Regions from separate parts of the Mus musculus genome. Here region 1 is linked to region 2. Evidence: chromatin contacts called from public ChIA-PET data. All regions are on one chromosome and are shown on one strand. The core of a region is the stretch at or near the end of the contact, and the rest is flanking DNA. Distances in the headings are between cores, read along the strand shown. Region 1 overlaps Pgam1 (phosphoglycerate mutase 1). Region 2 overlaps Arhgap19 (Rho GTPase activating protein 19).

Region 1 (5,270 bases), core at 1,753-4,252, 150 kb before region 2:
TTCAAGGCCAGCCTGGTCTACAGAGTGAGTTACAGGTCAGCCAGGGCTACACAGAGAAAAACAAAAAGCTTATTTTCACGACCATACAACAACAGCATGGCATTCAAAGTCAGATCTTGCTGTAGAGCTTCAAAGGCTCCGCCTCCCCTTGGACTAAGGGGCTTCCTTTCCACCAATGGCTAAAGAGACAATCCATGAACACTAGCTGGACAGTACTCATTCACTAAGCGTACGTGGAATAATCCTTCCAGTTTCAGGAAGTCAGGGTGTGTAAACATCTGCAAGAGTCAATCCTGTCCTCGAAGAGCTTACATTCTAGTGGGGAAAGACAGATGTTGTGAACCAGGAAACATTTTAACTCTATAGATAGTGATTTAAGAAAAGCCATCACAAAGAAAAAGCAGGCTAATGATTCGGCCTTTGTAGGTTCAATCCTTAACACCAAGAGTGTGGACAAAAACAGGATAGGGGACTGGCTGGGGTGCAGCTCAGATGAATGCTGGTTGTGTAGTTCCTACCCAGCACTGTAAGGATGGTCTATAATCACCTAGTGTGACTCACCTGCCATTACTATCTACTGCTTTTTGAGACAGAATATAGTGTTATTTCAGGTTGACTTCAAACTCAATTGCTAGGTGTCCCTCCCTAATCCTAGGTCTACACCCCCAGGGACACTCCAAAGGCACAGGTAACCCTTCCCAAACATTTCCACCAACTTTAGACCAAATATTCAAACATGAGCTCATGGAGCCATTATTCCAAAATCACTTGCCTTTTAACTATGCTGTGTCTATGTGCTCGTACCATGGGTGTAGAGGTCATGGCACAACTTTGTGGAATCAGCCCCTGCCATTCTTCCACCTTTACGTGAGTACAAGTATTGAACTCCAGGTCACTAGGTTTAAATGGCAAGTGCTTTACCTGTTTACAGAGCCATCATCTTGCCAGGCCTCCTGATGCTTAACTTACTCTTTGGTTTACCCGTTTGTATGTATGTATGTATTGTATGTGCACCATGTGGGTGTGTGCTAGAAATCAAACCCACATGGTTTGATTTTGTTATATACAAAAGCAACAAGTACTCTTAACCACTGAGCCACCCCTCCAATCCTTCATTCTTAAACTCTACAGGAGATTCTGGGAAGCCATGTTGGACATCCAACAGTTATTGGTTTCCTTTCCCAACTTGGTTACGTCAGTGTATTTAATGGCTGGTGAGGTGTACTTTCATGTGTATGGGTGTTTCCCCGTGAGTATGTTTGTGCACCGTGTCCAAGGCCAGAAGAGGATGTTGGATCCCTCAAAGTAGCCAGCCACCTCTGGCACCTTTAAAACAAGAACTTAATGTGCATCTCAAACTGAATGCTGTGGTTTTCTCAGACCACAGACACAAGACAAACAGTAAAGTATTGCACATCACTCCTTTATTATACTGATCTGGAAAGAGACTTAGTTGTTACGCCCAAACGAGCTCTGAACCCACACGGTAGGGTCAAGCAGCTGGAACATGATTCAGACAGTGAAAGACAAAAACTCGGACATGATCCAGGGGTACTTCACCTCTACAAAACAAGGCCAAGGGATCCAAACACAGCAAGAGGTACAAGGAGTTTATCCCACTGATATGAGGAATGGCTTATTTTCTGGTGACCACACAGGACTGTTTCAAATGTCACTAGCAACCTCAGAGTTGCTTTTGTGTGCTGATAATATGTATATATACTTTTTTTTGTAAAAGTAAGTGTAACATAGACTTGACAAGATTGATCCCAACCTTCTAGGGCCAGCAGCTCCTTTAGGGTCAGAGAGAAATTAGGGTTAAAAATCACCATGAGGTTACTTCCACTCTCCACTGGAATGACTATGCCCCCAGTTACCTAACTGCAGGAAGAGTGCAGGACAGGTTCCAGGGACAAAACTGGACTGCAGCTTTTCATTGGTCACACCACAGCACAGTTCCTCCCTGAATTCTTCCTAAGCAGACCCTTAGTAAACAAAGACCTAAGAAAAACTATAGTTACTATCTCTCAACTCTCCTGGTACAGGGAGCTGTCCCTCGATGTGGTCCGAGAACCTGCACCCCCAGAGGCGTTATTCTGACTAGATTCTATGAAGGGAGTGGGTGCAGGGGATAAAATACTACAATGAAAACGGGAGCCACAGGCCCCCATCTGCAGCTACAACTTAAACTTAAAATCCTAAAGACATAGTCAGTGTGGCAGGTGCTGGGGAGGGTGCAGGAGGCAGGAACAGGCAGGGAGGGTGTCGGGGTAGGAGTCTGCCTCTTCGCCTTCACTTCTTCACCTTGCCCTGAGCAGCCACAGCTTCCATGGCTTTGCGCACGGTCTCCTCGTCTCCCAGGAACTGCATGGGCTTGATGGGCTTCAAGTTCTTGTCCAGTTCATAGACGATAGGGATGCCCGTGGGCAGGTTCAGCTCCATGATGGCCTCTTCTGAGAGACCTAAAAGAGCCACCATTTTCAGCCACAAGAAAGAGTCCACATCCCCTATAGATTTACTCTTTATCTACTAATAGCAAAGCACTTAAGTAGGAACAAACAAAACATCCTTTCTGTGGATCTAGTGGATCTTAGTGGATCTAGTGCCCCATGGACCAGCCCCCAATTACAACTTTCAAGCCTCTTAACATTAGAAAGAGTGACTAAAGTATACAAGATTCTAAGATGAGCCACCAACAAACTGCAGAAAGTTACACTACAGAAATCCCTACAAAAGTACATGTGGAAAAGCAGAAAGGACTATGTTCTCCTGGAACATCCTATAGCCTAGCCACCTGCACCTCTAGGTCCTCAAGGCCTCTAGGACCTGCATCATTATGATCACAGTTTCAGCCGGCACTCCTAAAGCAAGTAAGCATGTACGTTAATGCATAGAGTCACTTAGCATGTGACAGTTCTGAACTGAACATCCTATATATAGCAGAGTGTCAAAGGCCCACTGTCACTATTTTGTAACGCACTTCCTGTTGCCTTAGAATCAAGGTCTCACTATATAACCCTGGCTGGCCTGGAACTCTAAGTGATTCTCTTGCTTCAGCCTCCCTGGTGTAAGCCACCACATCCTGCTGGCAGACCGTAGATTGAGAAAGGAAGAAACAAGTTTGTCTTTAAGTCCATCTGCACTATCATACTTTCCCCAGAGGTTTCCTTGCTACAAAACTCAGTCTGATGCTAACAGCTGTGTTTAATCATCCTTACGGACTCCTGGAAGAAGATACACTTACCCTCCAGATGCTTAACGATGCCCCGAAGGCTGTTGCCGTGGGCGGCAATCAAGACCCTTTTCCCCTCTTTGATCTGGGGGACAATTTCTTCATTCCAGAAGGGCAGTGCTCTGGCAATAGTGTCCTTCAGGCTCTCACAGGAGGGGAGCTGGTCTTCAGTAAGGTCTGCGTACCTGCGATCCTAAACAACAACAAAGGCTTATTTCAAGGTCGCCAGTTATTCCAAGTTGCACTTCATGTCTATCAATTCTACCTAGCTCTGATCTTAAGGGATTACGTGACTAATGAACATCTCCCTCAAGGGTCCAGAATGCAGCTCAGAACTTGAACAAGATGATCAGTAGTCACTGCTCTGCATCCTCATTTCCCAATCCAAAACACATAATTTAGAATCCAGGGAAGAGGTTTAACAAAACAAACAAGGTTTCCCAATTCACTTTAGTTTGCTGCTAGCTTGGGAAGGCTGGAAATGGCTTTATAAATGGCAGTGGAGATGTGGAAAGAAGGTACCCTCTCAGATACAATACTAACTTCTAACTAAATCCTATAACAAGTGAAGGTCATTACTTAGCAATGGGAGTTATATTACTTATTACTATTGTAATTTTATAAGGTTAATGACAAGATGTAGACACAAAAGAGGCCTAGGGCTGGAGAGATGCTCAGCTGTTAAAAGAGAACACTTGCTGTTCTTCCACAGGACCCAGGTTTGGCTCTCAGCACTCAGAGGTTCACAACCACCTCTAGCTCCACAGGATCTGATCTCTTCTGACCTCCAAAGGCACTAGGCAAGCATGTGTGCACATATATACAGGCAATATATACAGGCAATATATACAGGCAAAACACCCATACACATAGACTTGGAAAATAAGAACTTGGAGTGAGGCCCACATGCTAACTCAATGCTGATGAATTGACCGCACCTGCATCGGTAACCATACCTTGCTGATGTTGCTGTAGAAGGGGTGATCAGGCTCCATGGGAGGCGGTGGGACATCATAAGATCGTCTCCAGATCTTTACCTGGGCCTCACCATGCTTAGCAGCAGTTTCTGCTTTGTTGAGACCTGTCAGACCGCCATAGTGTCGCTCATTGAGGCGCCAAGTCCTGACCACTGGCAACCACATCTGGTCAATGGCATCCAGGACTGTCCAGAGGGTCCGGATTGCTCTCTTCTGCACAGAGGTGAAGCAGATGTCAAATTCATAGCCAGCATCTAGAAATTAAGAAGTGCAAATGAGCCAGGTATTGTGGCACATGCCTGTGATCCTGGTACTAGGGAGACAACAGGGCTTTGTGAGTTCAAGGTCAACCTGACCTCCACCGCAAGTTCCAGGACAACCCAGGCTACAAAGAGTCCTTGTCTCAAAGAAGGAAAAAAGTCCAAGTGAGAAGCTAGCAAGGCTAACATGAGCTCCAAGGATTTTATACAGAAGTCTCTTTGGCAAAGCATTTATTATCCTTGCATCCCTTGAGTGAAATTTTGTCGACTTACATTACAGCAAATAGCACACTTCCTCTTGACTCCAATAATTCCAATAATGCAGTGTTAACCAACTAACCTGAGGCTATACATCTTACTCTAACTCCTGAACACATTTTGATTGAAACCATGTTCAATCCCCAGAACCCACACAGTGGAAGGAGTGATGACCACAAGTTGTCCTTCCCCCATACATGCACCCCAAGGCATGCACATGTGTACAGACCTGTGCTTACTCAATAGAAAAATGGGTTTAATTTTGTTTTAGTGAAAAAGGATCATAAATAAAGGGCTGAAGGGGTGGCTCAGTGGTTAAGAGCACTGACTGCTCTTCCAAGAGTCCTGAGTTCAAATCCCAGCAACCACATGGTGGCTCACAACCATCTAGAATGAGATCTGACGCCCTCTTCTGGTGTGTCTAAAGAGAGTGACATTGTGCTCACATACATAAAATAAATCTTAAGCCTTCTACACCAGGAAGGAGCAAAAGGGGAAAAAAAAAAAGAAAAAGAAAAAGGATCATAAAATTATGAACTCTGG
Region 2 (4,867 bases), core at 2,231-4,730:
ACTTAGCTATTGTGTGGTTTCTTACTTTCTACCTTGATGAATAGCCGAGCTCCCTTCTCCTCCCACTTTCTTTTGCACAGAATTGTGCTACTGAAGCAAGCTCAGTATTTGAGTTATTCCTATCCAAATATTTCTTTTTAAATGGTGTTTAAACACTTTTTAAATTTTCTTTTTAAACTCAAAGTATGAGTTTTTTTTTTTTGTTTGTTTGTTTAAGAATATAGTGTTTTGTATTGTTAGTTTTTTGTTACGTTCATATTTAAAGATAAGCAGAAAGTCATGTCTTTCTGTTTTGTCAACTCTGCTTTGGAAAGAAAGAAGGGAGTTTTCCAGGAGAGTAGAGGCTGCTGCTGCTGTGACACGTGTTGGTGGATGAGGAACGCATCGTCTCCTGTCAGAACACCCTTCCTCCACCTCCTGTCCTGAGGACAGTGCTCTTGTCTTCCTCTTCAGTGTTCCGGTTTTCCCTTCTGTTTACTTTTATTTTTGTGGTGATAAGGATTGACTCAGCGCTTCACAAAGGCTCCAAGATTGAGCTGCACTCTGAGGCAGCCCCCTCCTTTCTTAAAAATGCTTTGTTTTCTTCCTTCCTTCCTTCCTTCCATCCTTCCTTCCTTCCTTCCTTCCTTCGTTCCTTTTTTGAAACATTAATTTTCTCAGGTTTTCAGGTTGGCATTAAGCTTATGATCTTCTTACTTCTGCCTCCCGAGTAGCTGGGATTTTAGATATTATGAAGGAGTGCCACATCTGGCTTGTTCAGGGCTCTTTGAGTCTAAGCTTCTACTCTTCTTTCTTGTATTCACCCTCTCAGCACCTGCTCTGCTTCCACAGCTCACTCCCAAATGACATCCTCAGCTCTGAACTCTCCAGCCTCCAGATGTGTCCTTTCTTACAGGACAGTTGATGGAATCCCTGCTGTTCTCAACACTAGAAATTAGTGCAGTGTCCCTGTCACCATCAACAGCCATGATGCAGTCTTCTGCTTAGCACAGGGCTTCTTGGAGTTCTCTGTGTGGAGCTGTCCTGTGCATTCATTGTATGGTGTCTAGCAGCTGTGACCCAGCAGATGCCACTAGCATCCTTCCCTCAGTTGTAACAACTGAGAGTTCCTCCAGATGTACCAGCATCCCTTGAGGATTCAGGGGCAAACTCACCCCAGATGGGAACACATTGATGGAGCACCCCTTCATCAAGGGGCATTATTTTCAGCAATCAAATCTTCCTAATTCTTTTTTCTTTCTTTTTTGTTTTTTTTTTTGTTTGTTTGTTTGTTTTTTTGTTTTTTGTTTTTTGAGACAGGGTTTCTCTGTGTAGCTCTGGCTGTCCTGGAACTCACTCTGTAGACCAGGTTGGCCTCGAACTCAGAAATCCACCTGCCTCTGCCTCCTGAGTGCTGGGATTAAAGGCGTGCACCACCACGCCCAGCTTTCCTAATTCTTTAAAGTCTAGGTGAACCTCTCCTCTCTGAAGCCTTGTCTGGCTAACCCAGCCAGCCAGAATAAGTTTCTGTTGAACTCGTGTCAACAGAAACAATCTAGGGGACAATCACATCAGTGGTGCAGTGCTTGCCTACCACATGCAGTGCCCTGGGTTCAGTTCCTAGTGCCGCCAACACACAGCTTTGCACACCCACCCATCCGCCAACACACACCCTTGCACATCACCCACCTACAACCCTTTTGCTTTCTCTTGTCTCAGTAGTGTCAGCAGCTTGCTGTTTTTGGTTTTAGTAAAGGGTAGTGCTGCTAATAGCAGGACCTCCGTACTCATTAGACGTGGGTCAGTTCTCTATTGTAGTGTGTGTGTGTGTGTGTGTGTGTGTGTGTGTGTGTGTGCAGTAGCTGATGGGGCAGGTGAGTTTCTGTGGGCTGCAGATTCCACATCTGTGAAACGACAGCGTACTACCCCTGCGGTGGGAAGCTGTGAGGACAAATGAGAAAATGGACACAAGGGCCTGGGGCAATAGCCATCACCACACACGCCCTACTAAGTGGTGACTGTTACAGTCAGTAAGAAGACATAACAAACTGGGTTAGACAAGCGGCGCAGACAATGTTTACTTGGTAGAGTCACACTCTCAAATTATTTCATCGTAAATTTGGAGAGAACACTAAGTGTAGATTTTGTGGCTTTTGGTGGGTATTAAAAAAAAGAAAGTTTTAAAGCATGTCTAATTGTCTTGTTTCTCTTTTAACCTAGGATTCTTTTGAAGGCTCTCTTTATTACTTCTGTCCTCTACAGTGAAGTTTCTCTTCAGTGGGACAAGTGTTATTTCTCTTCTCAGTGAAGCTTGGACCTGCAGCTGCTTGCTGCATTTTGACTTGTGAAAGCCAACTCATACCCTGACCCGACTGATACCTCTAACCCCCTCACTGGATGTCTCTGAAGCTGTGCGTCTGTGGAAGTGCTGTGCTCCGTGTTTGTTTTTAATGTCAGAAGCCACTAGTGCCTGCCCCAGCTTACACAGTGCAGCAGGTAGGCAGGGCCAGCCACACCTACTCAGTGTGCTTAGGTCGGTTGGTTTCTTCAAACAGGATATTTTGTGTTAATTGTTAGTAATATTTTTAAAAGTACTGTAGGTCTTAGTGGAGTATTATTATTTCCAACTGGTATTTGAGGCTTTCCTCTGTGTCAGTAACTGCTTGTTTTAGAAGCCATTATTTTGATAATTAAGCGAATTACAAGTTAAATGCTTTTGACCCCTTTTTATTTTAAGCTTGAGTAATCTCTTTATCTTTGTGTTCAAAGAACTTACAGCTTTCCTAGACAATCTATTATTTCTTGTGTCTAATATAGAGGACTTGACCTGGCAATGAGAAAGAGGTCAGTACAGTGTATTTAACACATCTCAGTTATTAAGCTGCACCCCATACCCCTGTCTTCCCCTTATGATGTGAGATGGCTGTGTGGTTGTTACCTTGGTGATGTGAGATGGCTGTGTGGTTGTTACCTTGGTGATGTGAGATGGCTGTGTGGTTGTTACCTTGGTGATGTGAGATGGCTGTGTGTTTGTTACCTTGGTGATGTGAGATGGCTGTGTGGTTGTTACCTTGGTGATGTGAGATGGCTGTGTGGTTGTTACCTTTGTGATGTGAGATGGCTGTGTGGTTGTTACCTTGCTTCTTTCATTATCATCCTCTCACCTAGAACATGGCTGGTGCCACTGATACACTCTGTGCCTGGTTACTGTCACTTTGGAAATGTCATGATCTGCTACTTAGAGGAGCTTGCTGCAGTGTGCATGTGGTGAAAACAGAAGCAGGCCGAGGGGCTGGTTGGCTTGGGTAGGATGCTGTCACTCATTCCTAGGGATCAAATGTGCTGCTCACCTGTCTCCTGAGAGCAGGTTGGCATCAGGAAAGGCACGAGTGGCAGTCTCTGCAGGGTCCCCAGAGGGAGCAGTTGTTATGTGTCCCCGTAGTCTAGAACAGTTGCTTCCTGCCCATCTCCTTGTCTGGATGGGTACAGGAAGTGGTGGAGCGTGGAGAGCCACTGTCTCCTGAGCCGCAGGTGGCAGTTGCGGATGCTGAGGTATGGGCCTGGCTCTGTGGAACTAACTGTGAAACCATGCTCACCCTACTGTGGGGAACCAGATACCCAGCAAAATACGGTTCCACACTGATGATAGACAGTTGAACTTGTGTTATTGTTGAGATGAAGGCTGATGTTGTCTATCTGTCGGCCCTCTCTTCCATCCTACACTGTTTCATTGCTGTAACAGCAGTGCTGAAGGAAATGTGATGTTTTCCCTTCTAGCTGGATAGTTTGGGAGCATGGAGGTGTGTGATCTATAGTGGATTTTAAGTTCCATTCTCTAAAGCAGTTTTAGGTCATCCTTAAGGATCTTTATTAGCAAATTCATTTGTCTAGGTTTCTGACTCTTTCTGGTGATGTTGTTACTAAGAAAAAGGTTCTTTTCTTTTTGAAATATATTTCTTATGCCAGGTATATAGTGAGGTCAAACAGAAACCTCCTTTGTGTTAGCAAATCAGAGATGTTCTCCTCAGCATGGAGCCTGCTTTCAGTGTACCCCACCATGCTGGAATGTAGCACTATGCAGGGATGCAAGCCAAGCAGTGCCTTGATGCAGCCAGGAGTTACACACTCTGTGAGCAAGAAAGAGAGAGCGCGGGACTGAGGAGCCTAGTGTGGGTAGAGGGAAGCGATGCCCAGGGATGGTCTGGGTGAGAGAGAGGTGCCCCATGCGCTTGCTCTCTGTGGCTGGCCTCTTGGGCAGTGAGTTACCACGTGCATTTGGGAATGTGGATTTCATTTATTTATTGGATAGTCATTACTTGCTGTAAGGGTATTTTAGGTCATTTTTTCTTGTAGAAGCTGTGATCCAGTGCAGAATAGACTTGAGGAAAAGCATAACCTTTTGAGTCTTGTAACATGTGGCTTTGTAACCTGTGGTATCTTCTTGGAAACGCAGACAGAAGCTCCATCGTCGTCACAGAAGGTTGCTGCCGTCCTTCTGACAAGGCGTACAGTTGCTGTTTTGAGCCAGTATTTAACTAATGTTTTTAACTAATGTTTGTTTGAGACAGGGTTTCTCTGTGGTCCTGGCTGTCCTGGAACTCACTCTGTAGACCAGGCTGGCCTCGAACTCAGAGTTTTCCTGCCTCTGCCTCCCCAGGGCTGGGATTAAAGGCGTGAGTGTAGTCACTGCCTAGCTGACCTGTGTCTTAAGGGTTTTTATTATATTTATTTTCCATGTTGGCGTAGTCTTTGTGACAGAACCTTTCTTTTCTTTCTGGGTTAATCGTCATAGGCTTTGATGTTGTGTCAAAGTGTCATCTGGTGGTTATTGTTGCCAACTATGAAGAGACAGATCCTATCTGATCTGTATCTGCACTAGGTAAATGAA

Evidence for each region. ChIA-PET counts read pairs in DNA pulled down with a chosen protein or histone mark.
Region 1: a contact with region 2 is called in an RNA polymerase II ChIA-PET map of effector CD8 T cells, with 6 read pairs. The contact joins two enhancer-like sites. A contact is called at or near these places in 4 of 39 promoter capture datasets (the 3T3-L1 cell line, hippocampal neurons, pre-B cells and 1 more), 1 of 115 datasets of contacts at active chromatin or transcription factors (effector CD8 T cells) and 1 of 9 other capture datasets (pancreatic islet).

Annotation. Positions count from the first base shown.
Region 1 is chr19:41,914,798-41,920,067 of GRCm38.p6, reverse strand. Pgam1 (phosphoglycerate mutase 1) reads right to left here. Exons shown (of 4, transcript NM_023418.2): 2 at 4,189-4,463; 3 at 3,245-3,425; 4 at 1,403-2,462. The coding sequence ends at 2,293. Among named protein-coding and RNA genes, the nearest start is that of Pgam1, 5.6 kb to the right of the region's middle. Within about 2 kb of position 3,002, at least 36 of the 459 cell types and tissues checked have an H3K27ac peak or open chromatin away from gene starts, as enhancers often do. A contact at or near this core is called in effector CD8 T cells, where this site is marked.
Region 2 is chr19:41,767,529-41,772,395 of GRCm38.p6, reverse strand. It overlaps Arhgap19 (Rho GTPase activating protein 19), which reads left to right. Exons shown (of 12, transcript NM_027667.3): 12 at 2,200-4,867. The coding sequence ends at 2,210. Among named protein-coding and RNA genes, the nearest start is that of Gm19424, 23 kb to the right of the region's middle. Within about 2 kb of position 3,480, at least 22 of the 459 cell types and tissues checked have an H3K27ac peak or open chromatin away from gene starts, as enhancers often do. A contact at or near this core is called in effector CD8 T cells, where this site is marked.